Linked DNA regions of Danio rerio: region 1 is linked to region 2. Evidence: chromatin contacts called from public HiChIP or PLAC-seq data. All regions are on one chromosome and are shown on one strand. The core of a region is the stretch at or near the end of the contact, and the rest is flanking DNA. Distances in the headings are between cores, read along the strand shown. Region 1 holds the start of wu:fj13e08. Region 2 holds the start of eif4ebp2 (eukaryotic translation initiation factor 4E binding protein 2).

The links. HiChIP or PLAC-seq counts read pairs in DNA pulled down with a chosen protein or histone mark.
Region 1: an H3K4me3 HiChIP or PLAC-seq map of embryo shows a contact between it and region 2, with 2.9 times the contacts expected there. The contact joins the promoter of wu:fj13e08 here to the promoter of eif4ebp2 in region 2. A contact is called at or near these places in 1 of 18 Hi-C or Micro-C datasets (an unstated tissue) and 1 of 4 datasets of contacts at active chromatin or transcription factors (embryo).

Annotation. Positions count from the first base shown.
Region 1 is chr13:34,047,411-34,050,110 of GRCz12tu, forward strand. It overlaps wu:fj13e08, which reads right to left and starts at 1,375. Exons shown (of 2, transcript XM_002664185.7): 1 at 1,307-1,375; 2 at 1-1,062. The coding sequence starts at 975. The coding sequence ends at 10. It overlaps paox (polyamine oxidase), which reads right to left. Exons shown (of 7, transcript NM_001328052.1): 7 at 2,685-2,700.
Region 2 is chr13:33,555,552-33,558,251 of GRCz12tu, forward strand. It overlaps eif4ebp2 (eukaryotic translation initiation factor 4E binding protein 2), which reads left to right and starts at 1,278. Exons shown (of 3, transcript NM_212803.1): 1 at 1,278-1,563. The coding sequence starts at 1,431.

The DNA.
Region 1 (2,700 bases), core at 125-2,624, 490 kb after region 2:
TACCACACATCATGGACCCTCTTCAAGATGCTCTTTCATATGCAACCTGTAACTGTAGCCATATCTGTAAGCTTTACCACACACAGAGCACTGGAAGGGTCTCTCCTTTGAGTGGGTCAGTTTATGTTTGTTAAGAATGTAAATGCGTTTAAAGCCCTTCCCGCACTCCGAGCATATATAAGGTCTTTCTCCAGTGTGATCTCTCTGGTGCACCTTTAAGTCATAGGTGTCGAAAAACCTCTTGTCACACTGGTCACATGTGATTGGCCGGTCACCGGCGTGTCTACGCAAGTGGATTTTCAAATAAGACGGCTTGGCAAACTTCATCCCGCAATGCTCACAAGCATATGGTTTCTGTCTCCTGTGGATTTTCCTGTGATCCGTGAGCAGATCAGACCGCTGAAATCCTTTTCCACAGGTTTCACACATAAACCGCTCTTCTTTGCAGGACGTTTTGCCGGAACCTGGTTTCTTTGGATTTTGTGTGGTGTTTTCTTGTATTATCACATAAGTGATTTCTTCACCCGACACATCAGAATTCATTTTAGTTGGAATAATTTGATTGGTTGTTTTACACTGCTCTGTGGAACATCTCATTGAATGGCTTGGTGCATCACTTCCTTTTCGTTTTCTTGTCGTTTTCTGCTTGCCAGTGCATTTCTTGCTTAAATCAGCTTTGTTCGTTTTGATTTCAGAGTCTTCCTCCATTTCAACTGGAGGTATTAGGCCTGTTGGTAAGATTTGCATGCCAAAATCCACATTTTCCTCTTTAATAACTCCAGGAGAATGAGGAAACATTTCTGGTTCGTTAAAGTCAAGAGATGAAGAATCTTGATCAGGTTCCAGTTTGACTTCTATCTCTGGCTCCATGGAGTTGGTTTGCGATGTGAATGTACTATTGTTTTCACTTTTTAAGCATCCTGTCATCATAAGTTGCAGTGAGGCTGCTTTTGGAGATGGCAAACCTTGCTCCATTATAACCAAGTCTTCGACTTTTGATGGCCAAAGCTCTAATTCAGCTGTAGAAGCTCTTCATGACCCATTTCCATGGTTCCACCAGTGCTAAGACAGAAAAGGCAGATATTATATATATATATATATATTAAAAAGGTACTAGTGAGCAGTACTCATAATGACATGTCTTTAGTCACTTAACGTTACTTAAAACTATAATATCCATCAAACGCGTCCGTGCTAAATAAACACTTCACGACCAAAAATGACCTTCTTACATTTAGTTTAAGATTGTTTAATAGATAAGTAATAAATATACGCTGCACTTGCAGGCTTATGACAGTCCACTCACCGTTCACTTGAAATCTGAAAAGAACTTGTGATGTTGTCTTGCTAAAAGATGAAGAGAGGTTTCCATCGTGACGTGATTCTTCTTCGGTGGCTTTTGTAACAAAGAAGCAGTGACTTTTGGGCACACCGCCCTCTACTGCGCGGGATGGAGAACAATAATAAGTAGGCATACGTTTTATACCTATACCGTTTAAGCTATGATAAATATGTTTTGTGTGGGTTAAAATATCCATATTATAAAGTAATTATAATATATGTACAGTGGTTTATGCAAACTACAAAGCAAATGCAGAAAAATTGTTCATTCGTTCATTAATTTTCTTTTCGGCATAGTCCCTTGAATATTCTGGAGTCGCCACAGCGGAATGAACTGCCAACTTATTCAGCATATGTTTTATGCAGCGTATGCCCTTCCAGCTGCAACCTATCACTGGGTAACATCTATGAAAAATTGTTACATTACTTAATTTTTAAATAAATATAATTGTACTTTGTGTACAGTGGTCCATATTTCATGGAATTTTAAATACAAGGCAATAAATATATAATAGTCAAGAACAGTTTTTACTTCCAGTTTTCCTGTTAGGCATGCTGTCCCATGCCCATGGTTCTCTCTCTAGTTTCCAGAGCGAGGGGGGAATTAAAGCTCAGGTAGGTCTCAAGAACTCCCCAGCTTATTTATGGTTAATGACAAATTAGGGATTGCTATATGGAGATATACTGCTGATTAAGAGTTTGTCTATGGTACTAATTTGATTTGATCATTTCACCTATGTCACATGGGGAGAACATGTAAACTCTAGGGACTTGAACCAGTGACATTCTTGATGTGAGGCAACAGTACTAACCACTGGACCGCCATGTCACCCTATCAGGAAAAAAGGAGAAGTAGGGGTGGAAGGGGGGATTCTTCAAGAAAATGACTGAAGTAAGAAACTTTGTTATTTATAGTGAGCTATGAATCATTTGATTGGTGGATAATGCAGTAGCTAATGCAGGACCAGCTGTGGTCAATCATAAACACAATCCTCTTGAAACTAGTTTCACTTTAAAAAATTCACTTAAATCTATTACTTATTTTACTCATGATAAATAACAATGCAAAGCTGCATACACTAAAATGTGACCGTACATTCGTTCTGCACAATAGTTTGTGCCATTAAATATACAAATAAAAACTATTTGAATGTCTGTTTAACATTTACAGTTTAATTCTGGTTACAATCAATTTTCAATTATTTATAACCCAAACACTATCTTCTATTATTATGTATGAATATATTGCAGTAAGTTTAAATATTTATGATAAACAATTATATTGTACTGATTACGTTTTTAACACAAGACAATTGAGAAAATTTAAACAAACACACAAAAAGTATTATGAGAAAATAT
Region 2 (2,700 bases), core at 28-2,527:
CTGACAGTTAAGTTTATAAAAAACAATCCCTATCAAGTAAAATAAGAACAGAAATTAATATAAAATAATTTTAATTATGTTAAAAAAACTAAATCTTGCAGAAAAAAAGCAAGCAAAAGTCCTCTTATATCACACAATGTGTTTTTTCAATATTGTGAAATAAACAAGGTTACGAGGTTAAACTGAGTTCAGTAATCTATACGAAGTCCAGACTAAATCAACGTATTTATTTAACATTATTTATGTGATATGATCACAAATGTGATTATTGAATTTTGAAAAATCTGAATAATTTTTACTGAGATAACAAACAATTTGCATTCACAATCCTCCCATCCTCAATAACATGAATACTACTACTACTACTACTACTACTACTAATAATAATAATAACAATAATACAGCATTCATGTATTCATTCATTTTCTTTTCAGATTTACCCTATAAATCTGGGGTCGCCACAACGGAATGAACCGCCGATTTATCCAGCATATGTGTTACGCAGCAGATGCCCTTCCAGCTGCAACCCATCTCTGGAAAAAAATAAATAAATAAATAAAATAATAAAAAAAAAAAAAAAAAAAAAAATATATATATATATATATATATATATATATATATATATATATATATATATATATATATATATATATATATATATATATATATATATAAATAAACAAATAAATAACAAATAAAATAAATGATACAGAAAAATACAAAACAGGGGAGTTGAAGTTCTCACAATATGCAACCAAAATCCTCAAATGATGAACATAAATATCTTTCTTGTTGGCTTTTCATCTCTTTTAATGTCTTTAAATATATATATCAGATTCTCCTTTAAACACCCATAGTCTTGGGGAAATTAAAAAAATATATAAAAATTTATGAATATAAAATTGCAATAATATCAACAAATTCATTATCTATCTTTTTATCTTTAAGCATTACGTTAAACTTAATAATTTCCTATGAGAAGATAAGTCTTGCAGATGTTTTCTGATGTATCCAAACCCAAACTAATTTTTGTCCCAAAATGTTTGTACCAATTTACATCGGAAAAACAAGTGTATAATTTTTTTAATGTCTAGGTTACAAAACTAGCATACATTTGAGTCAACAATATTTAATTTTATCCTTATAAGTTATTTTGCAGTAAAAACTCATTGACTGGTATCAAAAATGTTGAGTAAAACAAATTGTGGGCGTTGAATCGACGTAATTCTTCCCTGACGTCATATCCTCCGAGCGCTCTTCGCTTCCTGCCTGGCGGAGGGAGGGGTCGGTGCTGACGGCTGGGAGGACGAGCTGAACGTGAAGAAAGCCCTGGGAAAGCGATAAGAAACGAGGGGAAAGGGCCCGAGGTTTTTACCTTCCATCGGGGAAAACTTATCGCTCGACTCTGATTAGCACCCGAAGCAAGTGCAATGTCGTCCAGTCGTCAGCTTAGTGAGAGCAGGGCCATCCCGACCAGGACGGTGCTGATCAACGACTCAACGCAGCTACCTCACGACTATTGCACCACTCCTGGAGGCACTTTATTCTCCACCACCCCGGGAGGTAATAAAGCGAGACGAGCCCTTAAATATGCAGCTGTTTGCAGGGAGATCGTGTAATAATGGTTGGCCTGTGTTGGCCAGGAAGCCGTAACCACATAAAACGGCTGTGTCTTAAAACCTAGTGTTCCACCTGCCTAGATAGCATTATAGGGTTCTCGCTGTAACCTTCGTTTAGTTTGCATGTAAACAGTGTAATGATGGTCAAAAACGCTAAGACTTTTAAAACGGACATGGTTTAAATATGTATACTAGGTAGGCAGCGTACTAGGTTTTTGAGACACAGCCATGTAGTTCAAAACAAAAACAGCGCCGCCTGTGCGTCGATATGATCAACATGATTGGTCCGCAGTGACTGATTGACAGAACAGGACAGAACAAAGGAATGTAGGACATTAAACGCACATAAGGATATGTATAGTAATAATGAAATATACTATATCAATTGTCATCTTAATTGATATATAGATCAACAATATGTTTGCATATATTTGTGCCTATTTGTGTATGCATGCATATGTATGCATGTAGGATGTTCTGTGTATGTATGTAGGATTTCTGCAGGATCTAAAAAGTCTTGGTTCACCATTTAAGGATTTGAAATGGATTCAAATTTAGGCATGAACTCTTGCAAGTAGGCATGGGACAATAATGGTTTTCAAGGTATATCACAGTTTGGAAAAGTCAAGGTTTTAAAACCGCCAAAACATTTTTTTGTTACACCTTCCCTACAGTATATGCAATAATTTTTTCAAAGTTTTTGTTGCTGTTGTTGTTTTTAGGACAACAGTTTCTCCAGCAGATAAGAGATTGAAAGATATGGTTTTAAATTGTAAAGAAATCTGTGTTTTTGACACTAATAAACACAGCAGGAGTCAATGATTCATTTGAATTATTTAACCTGACATGTTCCAAAATATTTCAAATGTTTTGCATAATAAAATATATTGGCTGCGTGCAAAATCACAGACTACTCATTAGGTACTGCATTTAAATAAAAGTTTACTACTCAATCAATAGAATAGTATGTTCTATGCAGTATGAATGTGAGTAGTATGAATGAGCTTGGATGTAGTACGGGGTTCATTTTGTCATCATCACATGACAGACCTGCTTCACTTTCATGAATATTCTCGCAGTG